Regions from separate parts of the Mus musculus genome. Here all the other regions are linked to region 3. The links are chromatin contacts, called in public HiChIP or PLAC-seq and promoter capture Hi-C maps. All regions are on one chromosome and are shown on one strand. Each heading gives the region's core, a stretch centred on a gene start, on an enhancer-like site or on the middle of the called end of the contact. The rest is flanking DNA. Distances are from core to core; before and after follow the strand shown. Region 1 holds the start of Ulk3 (unc-51-like kinase 3). Region 2 holds the start of Rpp25 (ribonuclease P/MRP 25 subunit). Region 3 holds the start of Imp3 (IMP3, U3 small nucleolar ribonucleoprotein). Region 4 holds the start of Arid3b (AT rich interactive domain 3B (BRIGHT-like)). Region 5 holds the start of Scamp2 (secretory carrier membrane protein 2).

Evidence for each region. Promoter capture Hi-C pulls out the DNA fragments that hold promoters and counts their contacts. HiChIP or PLAC-seq counts read pairs in DNA pulled down with a chosen protein or histone mark.
Region 1: a contact with region 3 is called in a promoter capture Hi-C map of erythroid cells, with 48 times the contacts expected there. The contact joins the promoter of Ulk3 here to the promoter of Imp3 in region 3. A contact is called at or near these places in 2 of 39 promoter capture datasets (erythroid cells and pre-B cells) and 1 of 9 other capture datasets (liver).
Region 2: an H3K4me3 HiChIP or PLAC-seq map of pro-B cells shows a contact between it and region 3, with 3 times the contacts expected there. The contact joins the promoter of Rpp25 here to the promoter of Imp3 in region 3. A contact is called at or near these places in 4 of 39 promoter capture datasets (the 3T3-L1 cell line, the HPC-7 cell line, HPC-7-derived erythroid cells and 1 more), 3 of 484 Hi-C or Micro-C datasets (B cells, CD4 T cells and LSK cells), 8 of 115 datasets of contacts at active chromatin or transcription factors (bone marrow-derived macrophages, embryonic stem cells, large pre-B cells and 3 more) and 1 of 9 other capture datasets (liver).
Region 4: a contact with region 3 is called in an H3K4me3 HiChIP or PLAC-seq map of bone marrow-derived macrophages, with 7 times the contacts expected there. The contact joins the promoter of Arid3b here to the promoter of Imp3 in region 3. A contact is called at or near these places in 3 of 39 promoter capture datasets (liver and pre-B cells) and 1 of 115 datasets of contacts at active chromatin or transcription factors (bone marrow-derived macrophages).
Region 5: a contact with region 3 is called in a promoter capture Hi-C map of pre-B cells. The contact joins the promoter of Scamp2 here to the promoter of Imp3 in region 3. A contact is called at or near these places in 4 of 39 promoter capture datasets (cranial neural crest, erythroid cells, liver and 1 more), 5 of 115 datasets of contacts at active chromatin or transcription factors (the SCID.adh cell line, bone marrow-derived macrophages, large pre-B cells and 2 more) and 1 of 9 other capture datasets (adipose tissue).

What each region holds. Positions count from the first base shown.
Region 1 is chr9:57,587,711-57,591,558 of GRCm38.p6, forward strand. Ulk3 (unc-51-like kinase 3) reads left to right here and starts at 1,742. Exons shown (of 16, transcript NM_027895.1): 1 at 1,742-1,976; 2 at 2,614-2,754; 3 at 2,951-3,071; 4 at 3,504-3,608. The coding sequence starts at 1,875. It overlaps Scamp2 (secretory carrier membrane protein 2), which reads left to right. Exons shown (of 9, transcript NM_022813.3): 9 at 1-1,088.
Region 2 is chr9:57,502,399-57,505,917 of GRCm38.p6, forward strand. Rpp25 (ribonuclease P/MRP 25 subunit) reads left to right here and starts at 1,704. Exons shown (of 1, transcript NM_133982.1): 1 at 1,704-3,049. The coding sequence starts at 1,839. The coding sequence ends at 2,438.
Region 3 is chr9:56,936,099-56,939,732 of GRCm38.p6, forward strand. Imp3 (IMP3, U3 small nucleolar ribonucleoprotein) reads left to right here and starts at 1,402. Exons shown (of 1, transcript NM_133976.2): 1 at 1,402-2,300. The coding sequence starts at 1,409. The coding sequence ends at 1,963.
Region 4 is chr9:57,834,321-57,838,192 of GRCm38.p6, forward strand. It overlaps Arid3b (AT rich interactive domain 3B (BRIGHT-like)), which reads right to left and starts at 2,459. Exons shown (of 9, transcript NM_001379353.1): 1 at 2,362-2,459. It also overlaps the pseudogene Gm7547.
Region 5 is chr9:57,559,667-57,563,012 of GRCm38.p6, forward strand. It overlaps Scamp2 (secretory carrier membrane protein 2), which reads left to right and starts at 1,278. Exons shown (of 9, transcript NM_022813.3): 1 at 1,278-1,444. The coding sequence starts at 1,388.

The sequences.
Region 1 (3,848 bases), core at 492-2,991, 650 kb after region 3:
CTACAAGAGGGAAGGAGAGGAAGGGACAAGGACTTTAAAAAAAAAAAAAACACATGGGAAAAGAAAAAATAACAAAGCTGTCTTTCCTTTTCTAATGGTGGCTTGGTCTGATTTTGTCTGGAAGCAATGGGACTGTTTTCCCTGAAAACAAATGGACTCATGTGCTTGGGATCATGGGCCAACCTGGGCTCACTGTACTGGGGATTTTCCACAGGCACCCTGTACTTCACTCCCTCCCTCTACAGGCTCCATGTGTATTGGGTCTCCACAACCTTGCCTTTCATGCTTGGGCTTCCTAAGTCCCCCAGTGGCTCTACTCTAGGTGAGCTGTGTTCTGGGTGGGAGCACAGAAGTCTCCCAAGTCCTCTTCCGGTGAGCTCCTGGTGTTCTTCACAACCGAGTCATGACCCTGTGCCTGCTACGACTCATGTGTGATAGCACCTTGTGCCCTCTGGGGGCCCTCCCTAGCCTCTCTTCAGACTTCTGAATGTACAGTAAGTGGGGTTGGTTGAGACTTGGGGGATGAGGAGGGGACGAAGACAAGTAAGTCAAGTCCTGCCCAGCCTCTACCAGTCTTGTGAGAGGGTAGATGTCTGCTTGTTTTGGCTTCTCTCCTCCCAAGGGACTCTGCCCCTCTGCCTTAGCTTGGCCCCTGCCTATCTTCAGCAATACTCACCTCTTAAAACGCTTAGGGTCTTTTGGAAGAAATCAGTCCTGAACTATGTCCTGCAGGCAGGACTGCCGAGCCTTCTTTCTGAGGGTTCTTCCCACAATGGAGTCTAGGTCCCTTTCTACTTGTCCTGGGGGCTCCACGGGTGTGTCACTGCAGTGGCACCTAAGAAGCCGCTGTGGAAACCTGGACCCTGTGTTTTGTCAGTACTGCGAGAGCTCACCAAGCTGGCCAGTCTCCTGCCCCTGGGAACTGGGGCCCTCCTGAGACTACCCTCATGCTGTCAGCCCTAGAGCCACCAAGTGGTAATGTCAGCCACCGGGGTTTTGTAAACTTCCTGGTATTATTTTCCTCCATGTACAGATGTATATGTCATGTCTCAATTTTTGTGCTTAAATAAAAAGATTTTCGGACAGCACTGGCCCTGATGTCAATGGTGGACTTGGGAGGGCTATAGCCTACTGAAGTACAGACTAAGGGCCTACTAAGATAGGTGAGGTGACAGTTAAGGTTGTTGGTGGCTGAGCTGTGCTGGACGACAGACCACTCAACTCTAGGGAAAGAGTTGAAAGGCAGAATCGAGGACCCTGGCAATGGCAACTTGGTCTCTTCCAAAGGCATTTAAATTGTTTTTCGCCAAGCATAGTGGCACATACCGTTAGTCCCAGCACTCCGAGGCCAGACTGCTCTACAAAGTAAGTTCCAGGAGAGCCAGGGCTACTCAGAGAAACCTTGTCTTCCAAAACCAAATAAACGAATGAATAAGGGCCAGAGCACGTGTGATGATCAGAGAAGAACTTGCTGGAGTCCGTTCTCCCTCGTCACCCTGTGGGGCCCTGGGATTTTCATATCCACTGCTTCTGGTCTTGAAGGGCAGGGAGTGAGCCAGGCTCTTCCTCCCGCCCCCTACGTAGGTGGTCTCTAGGATGCCATTCCCATGTGATCGTGTCCGCAGTCCTCGACACAACTCTACACCCACTAAAGCCTCAGTGTCTGAAACCTGCCTGGCAATCCTTGGCAGAGGGTGTCACCCAGCCCGCTGCCGGCGGGGAGGAGCCTCGGAGGGGAGGTGTCGAGCCGCGCTTCCGGCGGGCAGCGCCGGGGCCCTGCGGAGTCCCGCCTCGCCGCCCCTCGAGCGCCCCCAGCTTCTCTGCTGGCCGGAACCTGCACCCCGAACCAGGAAGCACCTGGCGGCGGGCGCGGGATGGCTGGGCCCAGCTGGGGTCTCCCTCGGCTGGACGGTTTCATCCTTACCGAGCGCCTGGGCAGTGGCACGTACGCCACGGTGTACAAGGCCTACGCCAAGGTGGGTGTGGGCGGGTCGTGCCGGAGGTGTCCCGGCGCCGGGCACCCGACTCCCGTGCCAGCCAACTCCCTGCAAGCCCGGCTGGGTCACGGGCCAAGCTGAGCAGGAAAGGCGACCGCCTTGAGAGCAGTAAGGCCACAGTGGCTGCCCAAGCTGGTAGAGGAGGCTGGAGCTAACCGCCCCTTTTAGGTTTTAAAAACAGCCACGCCAGTTTGGTCTGGAGGTGCGGGCGATGACCTAAGGGAATCTCTGTGTCAGTGGCTGAAGAACCGGCTCTGCACGGAAGTTGCCTTAGGGGCTGGGAGGAGTCTGGGGTCAGACTCCCAGGAGGCAGCACCAGTTAGAATGCAGAGTGGATAGCTCTTTAAATAGTGACATCCCCCGCCCCCTAACCCTCCCCGCCCCCCCTCTAGAAAGTGATGCGGTGGGTTAGAAGCACGGCGTTGGAGAACACTTGCTGGGGTGGGATTCCCGAATCCGGATGCCTCGTTGATTTGAGACGTGGAAGCTGGGAAACTTGGAGGTCCATGGAGAGTGGACAGACTCCAAACAGGGGAAAGTTTGCAGACTCAGAGCCCACTCCAGCCCATGGGGTCGGCCCCTTCAAAACAGACACCCCAAATTTTCTGTACCACAGAAGGATACTCGGGAAGTGGTAGCCATAAAATGCGTGGCCAAGAAGAGTCTCAACAAGGCGTCAGTGGAAAACCTCCTGACTGAGATTGAGATCCTCAAGGGCATTCGGCACCCCCATATCGTGCAGCTGAAAGACTTCCAGGTCTGAGCCCAGGAAGGGGTGCCTCCAAAGGCGGCTGGAGAAGGGACAGCGCCTAAAGCTGTCTCTCTCTCTCTCTCTCTCTCTCTCTCTCTCTCTCTCTCGCTCCCTTTTTTTGGGGGGGGTTCAAGACAGGGTTTCTCTGTATAGCCCTGGCTGTCCTGGAACTCACGCTCTCTCTCTTTACTTGCAACCACAGTGGGACAATGACAATATCTACCTCATCATGGAGTTCTGTGCAGGGGGTGACCTGTCTCGCTTCATTCATACCCGCAGGATCCTGCCTGAGAAGGTGGCCCGTGTTTTCATGCAGCAGTTGGGTAAAAAGCTTGTGACACACCCCGTGGCTTCTTCTCCCCTATCCCAATGCTTTGCAGTCTGCCATGTTGTGTCCCTAGCATCTGTAGGGAATTCAGGCTTCCACATGGAGAACATGATGTAAGAACCTTGTGGCATCTTCCAGGGCCCAGTAGGTGGAACCCAAGTGCTTTAGTGAGGGAGAATGCAACGTCCTTAAGGGCTGGGGCTTTTCTGGAGGCTCCTTGAAGGGAGGGTGGTTTTATGAAGGGTACAGAGAACAGGCACTTGGGAACTCTTAGAAGTAGCCAGAGTCTGTTGCTTCTATATATTCTGTAGCTCAGCCAGAACAGCGCTGCAGTAATAGAGCTGTACGGGGATAGGTGGAGGCCTGGGGAGGGGAGAGGCAGGTGGGAAAGAGGCTCTGACTTATTTTCTGGTGGCTGACTCCTCAGCTAGTGCCCTGCAGTTCCTGCATGAACGAAACATCTCTCACTTGGATCTGAAACCGCAGAACATCCTGCTGAGCTCTTTGGAGAAGCCCCACCTGAAACTGGCAGGTCTGCGTCTGGAACAGCAGGGTGGCAGTTCATTTAGAGTGGGTGAACAGTGAGCTCCTGGCTGTGCTGCTTCCTCAGCGGCCTGGTTCCCAGGGGTCGCTCTGTTAAGTCATTAGTGACAGATCAGGAGGTGTAGAGCTGAGCCCGGCGCCAAAAGGTAGCACCCATTCCCAGGCTGCCCACACTTTCTGTCCTGCAGGGTGGTGGGTGGAGCTAGGGATCAAGTCTGAATTAGAGTTG
Region 2 (3,519 bases), core at 454-2,953, 570 kb after region 3:
CCCAGGCTTGCATACTCCAGGGAACGCAGAGCTCTCTTCTTTTCCAACCAGCACATTCCTACATAGCTTCTAGTCTTTCTGGAACTTTTTCTCAGATCAATCCAAAACTGCCGACTTTAAGTCCACCACTTGCCTGAGTGCACTCAGTCGTGGGGTCTCCCCAAGGTTGGGACTCCAGAGCCTGCTTCTCCCTGTGAAATCTACAAGAATTAAGATTAGATCCAGGGCAGAGTCCCAGTTCGGGGCACACTCCTGGAGTGTGAGCAGGAGATTGGAGCCAGTCACTCACACTTGAGGTAAAAATAAAAAATAAAAAGTCCAGCTGCTGCAGCCACACTCCAAGAAGAGATGAGATATAAGCTCGTTGTTCTGAGCTGAGGGGCTGAGAATTGTCACAGATAGCAAAGAGGAAGAGGAGGGCCGGGCAGCTCTCCCCCTAGACTGATGCTGTGCTCATCCAAACACCATCTTGCTGATACTTTGAGAACACCGTTCCTTACAGTCCTCAGTGCGTCTTCCTTCCCGGTGCTTCCCACGTCTGTCTGATTCCCTCCCTGCCTTTCCATGGAAACGGGATTGAATATTGAGGGCGTGGCCCCAGGCCAGGGTCACTCCTTATTAAACAGTCTTGCTTTGATCAGACCTCATCTTTCTACTGCCCACCTCACCTCGCAGCAGAGCCCGAGCCTCTGCTCAGATTCAGTGGAGTTCCCAGAGTTTGCAAGTACCCGCCCCCACACACACACATTCCGCCAAGGCACTCCACCCTGCCTCCCACCTCTTAAAACCTGTCTTCTCTCAGTCTCCTTTTAACAAAAACAACCCTCTGGATTTCTAGAGGCCAAGGCTGACTGGCAAGGAATTCCACCTGGAATTGGAAGTCAGGAATCCGGCGTTAGCTCGGGCTGAGCCACGCTCATAAACATGTATGCAGCTCCAGTAAAGGACTTTCAGGCATGAATATAAGAATTTAACGCCTTGGAAGAAATGGTCTCCTGTTCCCCATTCACTTTAGGCTGGCCCAACGCATCACTTCCTGCATTTCAGAGGTGCATAGGTGCCGGGAGCCTGGAGGTATGATCAGGAGGAGCAAAGCTTAGTGTCTCTCTAAGCAGCTACGCAAGGACCAGGCCACGACGTAGCGGTCCCAGCCCAGGGAAGGCGCTGCGTGCAGCCGCAGCCAACGCCTCCCACTCTCTGCTGACCATGCACTGGCTGCCCTTGACGCAAAAATATAGTAAGAGAACGGGAGGGAGGTCCCTGGAGGGGTGGAGTAGCGAAGCCCCAAAAGGTGGTTTGGAGATCTCTTACCTAGGAGGGGTCTAGGGATGCCCTTGCGCTGGAACCCCGCAGGGCTCAGGGACCAGGCTTGAGTCGGCATTTGAACCTTAAGCATAGTATTTATTTAGGTTGTTCCTGCATAAGGTCTGGTTCAGGGAGAACAGATGGTGACTTCGGAGAACTTCACCTCCCAAATCACCCGTGGCTCTGTGACCCCAGCCGCTGAGCTCCAGCGCTGGATCCCAAAGGCTGGAGGGACTGGGACAAGTCACGCAGAGTTGGGGCGGGTCCTGGGCGAAGGGGCGGGTCCTATCTGGCTCCCAGGCGGAGCTTCTGCTAAAGGCGCGGAGCACAAGGTGCCGAGGGCGCAGAGTAGAACATCACTACCCTGTAGAAGTCTGGGCTGAAGACTGCACGTTCCCAGCCCACCCTCCAACCTTCACTCGGCGCCGGCACCCCAATCCCTGCCAGCTCTCGCCCGGCACGACCCGCGGCCATGCAGCCCCGGGCTTGAGGCGGCCCCATGGCAAAACCTGCGATCCCAGCGACGACGGCGCATGGAGAACTTCCGTAAGGTGCGCTCGGAGGAGGCGCCGGCGGGGGACGGTGATGAGGGTGGCAGCCCGAACTCTGGCCCTTTTGCAGATCTGGCACCCGGTGCTGTACACATGCGGGTCAAGGAGGGCAGCAAGATCCGCAACCTACTGGCCTTCGCCACCGCCAGCATGGCGCAGCCAGCCACGCGCGCCATCGTCTTCAGTGGCTGCGGCCGGGCCACCACCAAGACCGTCACGTGCGCCGAGATTCTCAAGCGCCGCCTGGCGGGCTTACACCAGGTCACGCGGCTGCGCTACCGGAGCGTGCGCGAGGTGTGGCAGAGCCTCCCGCCTGGGCCCACACCGGGTCAGACGCCCAGCGATCCGGCCGCCAGTCTCAGTGTACTTAAGAATGTACCGAGCCTCGCCATCCTACTTTCAAAGGACGCACTGGATCCACGACAACTTGGCTACCAGCCTCCGAACCTCAGTCCTGGTCCTTCGTCCCCTCCTACGGTGTCGACGTCCAAGAGGAGCCTGGGGGAATCTGCTGCTGAAGAAGGCACCGCTAAGCGGTCTCAGCCTGAGCCAGAGGCTGAGAATGAGGACAGGACCGCCTGAGAATTCTCGCCTCTGAGCCACCCAGACCGACTGAATCATATATCTTCAACACTCCTGCATACCTTTCAACACACGCACCTTTCATACCTGGGTTTTAAGGGGCCCATGTTCCTGGACACCGGTCCTCAGAATGACAGCGCGGATCCCAAGGCGACAGGAGAGAGCTCAGGAATGAGAAGAGAGGATCCTTGAAGTCCAAGGAAACTTTGTGGGACATGTTACCAGAAGCCACAGAACACCACCCACACCTTTGCTAGGCCGTCTTTTTTAGGGAAGCATGGTGGGTAGTGGGACTCTTGAGCTTTCTTGGGGACCCAGACGTTAAAAGCACCCAGTATGCATGGATGCTGACAGTTGAGGCTTTAAAAATCATCTTTGCTGTTAACTGAGAGCGGGAGCTACGGAGCTGATTACTTGAGGATGGCCAAGTTGAAAATGTCCGGACCCTATTCTGCACCCCCACACACACACACACCCTAGCAATTCCCTTTTAGCATCCCTCCCCCACCCGCCTTGCATGATGGCTGAGAGGGGACTTAGGACAAAATCTGCCATGCTTCCTCCCCGAGTCCTGCTGGAGTCTTGCTTCCAATAAAACAAACGTGAAAATGGCTCTGTCTTCAGTTTTGTTCTTTTTTTCTTTTTCCTTACCCACTCGCCTGTGCAGAGACCACTTTGGCATGCTTGCCTTCAACCCTATTAGCCTTTGGAGTCTTCAAGGTCAGACACAGAGACTGGGGCAGTGTCAAAATGTTGAAAGAGGGACTTGTGGTGGAGGGGGCCGGGGTCTGTGTCACTGTTGTATCACCACAAGGGAAAGGAAGCAGTTTTGCTACTTCTCTGGGAGGGGAAGGAGGGGGGAGCATTGATGAGCTGGAGGCGGCAGCCTGCCAAGGCCGGCAGACCATGCTAAGGTTCTAACCTTGCTCGCTCCTCGCAGTAGACATTCTTACCCAGAGGCAGGCACAAAGCCCCAAGAGTAGGAGCTCCCCTTCACTGCCCTCTCTCTGCAAAAGGACAGCACACCCTTGGGAGAGGGGGAGGAGAGAGACAGCACAAATCCACTGCTGGAAATTACTAT
Region 3 (3,634 bases), core at 152-2,651:
AGTAGAAATTCTTCTGGCCTTCGTTCTGCTTCTGTGATTTCAGACAGGAATTGTTTACCAGACTGTTCACCTCTTACAGATGAAGGTTAGGACTCCTACTTACACTCTGAATTTCTCATCATTGATGGGTACCATCAGTCACTGAGGATTGCAGAAACAATCTCCAGACATACCTGAGTAACACTTTAACTCCAGCACTTGGAGGCAGAGGTAAATGGATCTCTTTGAGTTTAAGGACAGCCTGGTCTATATAAAAATTACCAGGACAGATAGTACTAGAGACATTCTGTCTCAAAAAATAAAATAAAGTAAGACAGCCATGGTGGCACATGCTCACTCATAATCTCATCCTTTTGGATTGAATCTGGTTATATTGTGGTGAATTCATGGCTGACCTGGGCTACCTAAGGAAACTGTGTCAAAAAAATAAGAGGCAGGAATGCTTCCAATCCTGATTGTTTGGTACTACTGCCAGTCCAGTGACAGATCTCATGCTGGCCAGGATGGGACTATTTGTCAACTCTGGGGACCACTGGAACTGAGACATTTGCAGAGTTCTAATCACGTTTTTTGACAGAGATAATCCTCTTATTTATTTATTAGCATTCCACTCTTCTAAAGTTGTGTATGCTTTAAAAAAAAAAGATTTGTTTTATGTGTATCAGTGCTCTTAGCTGCATGTACATGTGCATGTCAGAAAAGAGCATCAGATCACATTATAGATGGTTGTGAACCACTATGTGGGCGATGGGACTTGAACTCATGACCTCCGGAAGAGCAGCCGTGCTGTTAACTGCTAAGCCATCTTTCCAGAGTTGGAGAGATAGCTCAGCCATTAAATAATAGGCTCACAACCAAAACTATGAGACAACTCTTTTAAAGGCAGTAACCTCTCTCTCTGGAAACTGACATCTACAGCTATTGACGGAGCAGACTCTCTTCAGTCACCAAAGACAGAACTCTGAGAGTAAACTAGGTGCTGCCAAGATGGCTCAGCGGTTAAGAGCACTTGACTGCTCTTCCAAAGGTCCAGAGTTCAATTCCCAGGAAAACCACAAACAGGGGATCTGAAGCTCTCTTCCGGTATGAAGACAGAGCAATCATATACACAAAATACGTAAATGAATAAATATTTAAAAACAAAACACAACACTGGACTAGACTAGTTGCATACGCACTGCATGCAAGGAAAAGTGTATTCGCAGGACACGGCTCTCCTTCCGCAATTCTTTCTCCCCCGCTCCCCTTTCAAAACAGGAAGTTCCAGAGTTGGACGAATGAAAAACCGGGGGCGTGTCTTTAACCAATCTTTTGATTGGTCCAGTGATCTAGAGGCGGGGTCTTTCTACGTCGAGGCGGAAATTACGCTAGATTTTCAACGTATTCCCTTTCTCCCGCATTCTCCATCATGGTGCGGAAGCTTAAGTTCCACGAGCAGAAGCTGCTGAAACAGGTGGACTTCCTAAACTGGGAAGTCACCGACCACAACCTCCACGAACTGCGTGTGCTGCGGCGGTACCGGCTGCAGCGGCGCGAGGAGTACACGCGCTACAACCAGCTGAGCCGAGCGGTGCGCGAGCTGGCGCGGCGCCTGCGCGACCTGCCGGAACGCGACCCATTCCGCGTGCGCGCCTCGGCGGCGCTGTTGGACAAGCTGTACGCTATGGGCCTGGTGCCCACGCGCGGCTCACTGGAACTCTGCGACTCCGTCTCGGCCTCGTCCTTCTGCCGCCGCCGCTTGCCTACTTTGCTCCTCAAGCTACGCATGGCGCAGCATCTCCAAGCTGCTGTGGCTTTTGTGGAGCAGGGTCATGTCCGCGTGGGCCCAGACGTGGTCACTGATCCCGCCTTTCTCGTCACTCGCAGCATGGAGGACTTTGTCACCTGGGTGGACTCATCCAAGATCAAGCGGCACGTGTTGGAGTACAATGAGGAGCGCGATGACTTTGATCTAGATGCCTAGCGAGTCTTCTTGTCCTGGCTTCTCAGCTACAGGTCACTGAACCGGGGATGGGGAGGATTGCCCCGGTGTACTGGGAATTTTTCCTAGAATTTGGACTGACAATTAAGTGACTGTGTCTTGAGAGACAGTGGGAAGCAGTTTTGTACCGCACTGGGGATTGCTAGCTTCTTGTGCCTTAAACTTTGTGGTGTAGAAGCAGGAATGTTACCTCTTCCCCTTTGCTTTCATCTTGAAATAGGACCGTCTGGATGGAGAGTTTGAGTTCAGTATATTTATATCGTTTAAAGAAACCCTTTCCTAATGCCAATAAATGTCCCACCGACGTTGTTTAAGTGCACATTTTTGTCTGGTCGTTCTTCTTACCTAGGGTCCTACATAGCCATATCTATTATCTTGCTAGCTGAAGAGCCTAAGGGCAGGAAAAGGGTTGAAGGCGTGAGGCTTTGGAGCCTCACGTGGAGGTTGCAGGATGTTGTACAAGCTGGGCAGATTTGTCACTTAACCAGTCCTTTTCTCGGAATGAATGTTTTGGCAGAGCTTTTATCCACAAGACTTCCTGTTGATATTCCAGCCCCAGGAAATACCATATTAAAGTCCTGGAGTGTTTGCTTGCCTAAGGAAATGATCGCCCTGTAGTTTGGCCAGCTAGTGGTTAGAAGGGACCCAGGAGGTTCCTGAAAACAGATGTTCTTCAAGGTCCTGGCTTCAGAGTTAAGGACACCCCCCCCCCCAAAAAAAAAAAACAAGCAAAAGGGCGAGGTAGTGCTGGCACAGCCTTTAATCCCAGCAGTTAGGAGGTTAAGGCAGGCAGATCTTTGAGTTCCAGGCCAGCCTGGTCGACATGAGGACAACCAGGGCTATGCAGAGAAATTTAGGACTTTAAAAAAAAAAAAAAAAAAAACGCAGCAGAAGCAAAAGGAAAACCATAAAGCAATAGAACTGGTAAATAGAGCACCAAGTTTTATCCCAGACCAAATACAAAATAGAATTCAGAGTCTGGCAGATTAAGGTATTTGTGTAGGGGTTATTTTTCTTCTCTCTCTCTCTCTCTCTCTCTCTCTCTCTCTCTCTCTCTCTCTTTTGAGACCGGTTTTGATTTGAAGCTCAAGCTGGTCTGGAACTAGAAGTGATCCTCCTGTCTCAGCCTCTCCAGTGCTAATATTACAGTGTGCACTGATGAGGCTCAGATTTTATGTGCTTCCTCTTCCTTGCTAGTGAGCCAGGCAAGATAGCTCAATGGGGAGAGAGGCACTTGCTGCTCAGGCTGACAGTGTGAATTTAGTTTTGGAACCCACATGGTGGAAGGAGAGAGCCGACCCTTCCACATGCATGGTACGTCATTTACATTCATACAAACAAAATTTTTTAAAAAGTAAAACTAGGGTTGGAGAGATGGCTCAGTGGTTAAAAGCACCGATTGTTCTTCCAAAGGTCCTGAGTTCAAATCCCAGCAACCACATGGTGGCTCACAACCATTTGTAATGAGATCTGATGTCCTCTTCTGGTACATCTGAAGACAGCTACAGTGTACTTAGATATAATAAATAAATCTTAAAAAAAAAAAAAGTAAAACTAGGGAAGGTAACATGAAATGATTCCAAATATTAGACACAGGTTTACATGGGTAATATATACCCTCCCAACAAACCCATTTAAATGAGTAGATCAGTT
Region 4 (3,872 bases), core at 1,209-3,708, 900 kb after region 3:
CCCATAAAGCTCTGAACACTAAATGCTCCTAACCCTGACTTTCAGGATGAGTAACTCATATGGGTTGGAGGGTGGAGGAGGGAAAGTTATAAAGAGAACAGGAGCTAAGAGGGGAAGCGGGGTGTGTGCAAATCTCAGTGGCTGCAGATTTAAGCATTTCCAAAAGAAAAAAAAAAGAAAAAGAAAAATTTACCCAGAAGATAAATTTAAGTCTGCTAATAACTGAGTTCTCCTCTCTTACTCTCTACATCATCAAACATTTAACTACCAGGCTTGCACTGTACAGGGGTTTGAACTGTGAAACCGGCAATAACTATGAACATTGCAGTTAACGAAGGCAAAGAATGGCCCGGCTGCAAAAGAAAAGAACATGGCTTCTATTCCCAGACCTGCTGGAGAAGATTGCTACTCAGGGTAGACAGAGTAGCAGGCAGACAGGATGACTCTTCTGATGGAAAAAGCAAGACCAAGCAAAGTGCTCTCGGCTTAAACTTCACAAATTTCCCAGATCAAATTGCAGGGCAGCTTGTGGAGTGGACTGAACCAGGCTAAGTGGACATTATAGCCTCCCAAAGAATCCGGTTTCAACAACATGAAAGAAAGAAACATGCGAGGAGGGTGCGGGCGGGTCTCGAATTGCAAGCTTCGCTCAAAAACAAACGGGGGGGGGGGGGGGAATTCCTCTGGAGATTTTAAAGTTAATTAATTTGAAACAGGTACCAATATTGTCTAAACAAGTTAATGTTTCTTTTTTTTTTTTTTATAAACCACAAATAAATCTCCTCACATCCTCTTTCTTTCTGACTCACTTCTACTATATTTATTCTATGAGTCCAGTGAAGAAAAGGCTTCCAGTCCCAAAGTACCCTGGGGGCAGGGTTATCTGCATTCTTGCCAATCTGTCTCCAAACACAAATCCCTTTCACACCCTTCCACCTCTAACCTTCCCAGGTTCCCCCTTCAACACACCTCACTTAAGTTATAGTTTCCCACAAGTCTTCCTCAGAGCAAATTTTAGGGTGAAGAGGACTGGCAACAGGGTGTGCATTTCTGTTTGCCACATGAAAGGGGAAGCGGCACTGTGCAGGTTGGGACTTGATATTTGCATTGTCCCAGTGTTTTAGGATTGAGTTGGAAGATAAGAAAATGTAACCTTTTACCATCTTCAAAAATTCATGGGAGAACTAATCTCTAACAAGAAAAAAAAATGGCTTTGATTTATATAAATTTTTACACGTTTAAAGAGTATAATTTTTAAAGCTGGGGAGGCGGGGAGTTCAAAAACCAACCAGAGCCATGCTAGACAAATCTCATTTTGTTTCTTAGAAGCACTTGGTTGTAGCTTTCATAGGCGGATAAAAGATTCCAATTCCAATTGGCCCCTTACTGCCTGTCCCTCCTCCTGGCAGTTTGGAAAGTATAAGTTATGCCTGCAGCAATACTTTCTTTCTGCTTTAGTTCTTATTCTGTAGGGAAGCCTGAAAGTTGGCAAAATTGTTCCTTTAAAATAAAAACCCCGTTGGGGACAAAACAAAACGCACACAAAAGAAGAGCAAGCAATTCACTGGTCATTTAGAAATATTCGTATAATCTTTAAAGTCAAACAACACAACTGGAATATTTCAACCAACTCCTGCCAGTCATAGTACAACTGCTTCTTTTCTGGTTGGCACCATCTTCTCGGTAGGCTTTCCTCAGCAAGGGAGAGGGGTGTCCGATAGCGTCTTTATTAAGACAGAGATGACTCCGTTTTACAACTCAATTGGCACATCCTCCCGAAGAGTCCATCTCATCCCAATCCCTAAGCAGCCAAGGATTCAAACAATACTACTAACATCTAGAGAATTTACGTCTCCGAAATCTAACTTCATCTCTCCATCCCTCGCTCGGGTTTTTTAAACTTCCCGGACCTCCAAACCGAGAGCAACGGACTGCTTGCCGCTTGAGCCCGGCCTTGGTGACCATTTCCCTTACCTTCGTTTCCAGCTCTGTCCCCGACCCTCTTCGACCCCTCTTTCCATTCTTTACCTCCCACCCAATGGAGCCCTATCACTTTTACTTCCACCAAGCCCCCTTTGCCAATCTCCCGGCTCTTCTCTAATTACTCCATCTAAGCTCGCTCTGCGGTTGCCAAAAGGGGGGGGGGGTCCCTTACCTTTCCCATCTCTTTATCTCAAACCACTCCTTTGGACACCGGGAGGACGGGGCTCCTCCCGATGCTCTCACTTTTTCTCAGCGGACCCCGGCTTCACTAGCCCGCGTCTCCCCTACACACCTGCCTCGGCTCCCATTTCGGTCCCCTCCACCTGCCACAGCCCCTCTCCCGCCGCGGCAGAAAGAACCACGACCCGCGCCGCTCACCTATGTGCAGCGTTCCGGGCTCGCGGGTAGGGAGGAGGCAGCCGCTCAGACCCCAGCGTAGCAGCTGAGCCTGCTACTCCTCCGCAGCTGGGGGCCACAGCCGGGGCGGGGCCCGCACCGGAAGCTGTGCTGCGGGGCCCGGCCGTCAGCCCGGGGCGGGGGAGGGGCAGGTAGGGGCGGGGCCCCACGGTGGGGGGCGGGGCCCGAGGCCGGAAGCAGCTAAAAAGGGAACGAGGTGGGGGTGGGTGGGTAGTGCGAGACGGAAGTGACTCCTAGAGACCGCCCTCTGGTTGAAGCCGTGGGCGGAAGCCATTTAAGGCGGGCGGAGGCTTCGGCCAATGGGAGAGCACGGACTCAGAGGAGTTCCGGTGTGAGTGCTTTCGCGGGGAGTTGAAAAGAGTAGGACTGACTACAGCACACGGGTTTCTGGCTGCCGTGGTTGTGAATTGTTTGTAATAAGTGAAAGAAAGGAATAAAGAGTGCTAACTTTCAGCTAGTCTTAATGAAGCATTCCAGCCTTTTATTAGTTTTTTTCTAAATTTCACTTTTTGGATTGAAATTTTCCTGTTCTGGAACACCACCTCTATCCATCCCCAACCTCACCTCGTCACAGGGGTTAATGTTTTCTTTCTTCAGGTTCCAAAGGTAGAAGCTGAATCCTGGCACCGCTTATACAATAAAACAACAAAACCTTGTCTTCTGGGACTCCTAACTCTGGGGAACTTCTGTGAATTTATGCATGCACCTCCTTGTTTTACCTTTCTCCCAACTGACCATCATCCTTGATCCAGAGTCTATGGCTCGCTTAGTTTTGGGTCTTAAAACAATCCCAGCCAAAACCTAGAACTTATTGCCACTGGCTTTTCTTGTCCCTTCCCTTCTTCCTTCCCTTCCCCTCTTTTCTTTCTTGTTAGAAGGTAGCTCACCTATTTAGCAAAAGTAGTTGACCATCAAGCTCCAGGAATCCTGTCTTTACTTCTGAAATGCTAGGATTGCAGGTGTGCACCACACCTGGCTTTTTACTGAGGCGTTGGATATCCAAATTTAGACCCTTATTCTTTGGCGCCACGCTCTTAACTCACTAATCCATCTCAGTTCCTGATGAAAACTTTTATGGTTTGTTGTTGTTGTTGTTTGTTTTGTTTTGTTGCAGTCCTGGTCCCTTATTTCTTTTTTGTCCACTAGGCCATGAATTCATATGGAATGGGCTCCAGCAGTTTCCGTTAGTCCTCACAAAGTGTGCTTCTCTGGTTGACGCAGGCTGGCGCTTCAGCTGCACCCGGGTGCCCTTCTCCTTGGCTTCCTTCTTCTGATCGTTCTCCTTCACCCGCTTCAGGAAGCTGTCCCTGCTCTTCGAGTGCTTGATGTGCTCAATCCGCACATTGATCCTCTTGGCCAGAATTTTGCCCTTAACTTGCTTATTTACAATGATGCCCACAGCATGCTGGGTGACATTGTAGACTCTTCCGGGTTTGCCATGGTAGCACTTATGGGGCATTCTTTTTTGAACA
Region 5 (3,346 bases), core at 28-2,527, 620 kb after region 3:
AAATGTGGGAGGAGAGAACCAACTCCACATTAGCCCCTAACACATGCGCTCCCATCCACCCCTCATGTGCACACAGCATCACTACTACCACTACAAGAATGACTACTACTACCACCATGACTATTAAAAAAAAAAAAAAAAAAAAAAAAAGCTTAAACGAGATCACTGGGTAGTTCTGAAGTGGACCTGTCAGATTACTGTTGATAAACTCCCCAGGATGTAGAAAGATGATGTCTTCATTGTAAATAGTTTTGTTTGAGATTCTTAGGAAATATCTTGGAAAAGGACATGAACATTCAAGCTTTAAGCCTGATTCATTTTACTCTAACATAAAATATACACATAGTAAAGGAATATTAACTTTATGTCAACAGCCTTTAACAGTAAATGGTAATTATGCTGGAATTTTTTTTTTCTTAGCTGGTGAGAAGAGTATCAATCAGACTCTAGGATGAGAGATTCCTCAAACCTACAAACAATAAAAAGGCAACAAAACCAAGAAAAGCAAACCAACCTGCCAAAAACCCTGGAAAAACAATAACCAAACAACCAAAAGCAAACAAAACAAAACAAACAAACAACCCCCCAAATAAAAACAAAACAAACAAACCAAAACCACAAAAATCAAAAAACCCATCTGGTTGCAACACAAGAATAGACCAATCAGTAGCGCTGTTCTATTCCAGGGTAAGAAACGATTCAAGCTAGATTTCACAGCGGCCCGAAAGACATGGATAAATAAGTTTGTGAGTTTGTGAGTGAATTAACTACCACCTCTAGGATATCTATGAAATCACAGGAGGGTGGAGCCTAAAAGAAATCCTGCTTATCTAGGGCAGGGGTTGATGCAAGGTCTTCCAGCTTTATCCTGGAGCACAGTTGTTCAGATAACTCCTGTTTGACATGTCTCCCCTGTCCTTTTGGTCCGGGACTTGCTCGAACGCCTCAATTTTGCCCTCTAGGAATGAATGCATGATCCTTTCCTGCCAGTCCTTTATTTGGAAGCTCAAAATAAATACACATAGGAAGGAAGACATCAGAAGAGATTCTGCACCGGAGGACTAAGTGGATAGAAGGTTTGGGTATGTAGCTCAAGGCTACACCTATGTCTATTATTCGTGAGACCCTGGATTCTATCCTCAGCATCTCTGGAGATAAAAAGAAAGTGGATGGAGACAGAATGAATAACCTTCGCTTTCTAATAGGCTGGGCAGGGGCGGAACGGACCTTTGTGACGTCCAGGGCCACGCCCCCACAGAGGGCGCTACGCCTGCGCCAGAACGGCTGCCTTGCTCCCGGAAGTGGAGGGTTTACACTGTGTGCCGCTGGGTCTGAGTGACCAAAGGCAGTAGCGCTCGCGGAGATCACCCGCTGGCCCTCGATCACCATGTCGGCCTTCGACACTAACCCCTTCGCGGACCCAGTGGACGTAAACCCCTTCCAGGTAGAACCCCCAATTCTCAGATTTCTTTAGGGAAAAGGGCTGCGGCCTGGGCCTCTTTCGCCAGAGCCGGGGACGTGGCGTAGGAGGGACGGATCACCTGTCCAATGGGAGAGCGGTATCTGAAGGCTGGCCTATCATAGTTTGTATGGAGGCGGGACTTTGCAACAGGTGGAACTGCGGCAAGGGGGCGGGGCGCTGTAAAGAAGTGGGCACTTAGAGCACCCCGGGTTGTAGCCCATCCGACCGGCCTCTGCTGGAGAAAAGGGCCAAGCACGCGCTTATCCTGGGGAGGTGTCTTAGAGTCAGAAAGGGAAGCAAAATGTTGCTGTGCCATTTCTACAGTCTTGGGGGATCTACCTGTATTGAGTCATCCTAGGAGAAAGGCTCATTGAAACATAATGAGGAAGTAGAAGTCTGTTGGGGTGGAGAAATGTGGAGATAACCCAACACCTAACAGCAACAGCAGTAGCGAAGCAAGCATCTAAAGTACAGGAGAGTCCCTAGTGTTTATCAAGAAGGCTGAGAGAGGGTAGGAAGAGAGGCCAAGCCAGAAAATTACTTATTGGCCAAGCACTTTGTTTGGATTGAGTTTGGGCCACACACTTTGAGGAGAGGGAGGTGAAGGAGCTTGGAGCCCAAGGTACACGGGTCTGACAAATCTGCATGGGTGGTTACCGGCCTGACCTTTGGAACTTTGAAAGAATACAACAGTCTTCGGACCTAAGCCAAAACCTTCGCGTGGAGAACGCAGAGATGCCCAGTTGTCTATGTTGAAGAACTGGAACTCCTTTTAGTGCCAAGGCGCGTTCTACTTCTCCTTTCATGTCTGCCCGAAACCAGTTTGAGGGACGCATGCTTGTGATGACTGGGGATTTATGAGCGCAGCTGTTCCTCCGGTGTTAGTATGTCACCAAGCTCTTGAATTCGTCTTGCTGGTGCTTTATTTTGGTCCTCTACAGCTTCAGCATTTCCTGAAGGTGTTGGAGAAGTCCACTGAGCTTTTCCAGGGTGGGTCCTTCCAAGGGTGGGAGCAAAGCAAAGGCGCCTTGAACTAGATGGTTATACACTCAGGGAGTAGAGTATGACCATCTTCTCTTTTGAAGTTTTGCAGTAATGGGATTGAACCAGAGCTTTGTTCGTTCTAGGCAAATCCTCCACCGCTGTGCATATTGGGTAACACTGAGCCCTTGGATTATTTATAACAGGATCTCTTCATCTAACACAGCCTGGCTCTGAACGCCCTATGTGTCTGTCACATGGTGGTCTTGAACTTGGGGTCCTTCCTCTACCTCCCAAGTGCAGCCATAACTAGCTCGAGCCACCACACCCAGCCAGGCCGAGAGTGGAAATTTTATGCTTCTTTCCCAAGGTGACCTAGCTGATAGGAACCCTTGGGCAGATTTTGGTAGTTGATTCCTTGCTACACTGGGGAGTTTAGAATATATTCTTGTAGCTTAATGCTTCTTGACAGAGCCTTTGCAGGGAACATGTCTCTTACATAAGGCAAACGTTTGCCTCTATTAGTTTAGTGAGGAGAAGAGTATTTGCATTTTTCCTGTTGCTGTCTTCTGCTAACTCCTTTGATTTAATGATAGATTGTTTTATAGTACTGGGGTTCTGTTATGTATAGCAAAAGTCCAGCAGTCTCTGGGAGTGTGTGGTATATATGATGTTCCTCTGTCCGGTTATAGTCTGTCAGAATTAGAAATGCTTTGCTGCTCTCAGGGTCAGCCAGCTGCCCCACTTTGCGGCAGATCTTCTCCAGGGATAACAGAGGGCAGGATTGGGCTGCCCTGGATTAGGAGTAGCTCCTTGAAAGTCTTAAAGTTCATCTCTGGCCTCAGAAATGACTGGGCAAAGTGTGAGTAACTTTAGAAGTAACAAAGCAAGGTCTGCATTGCA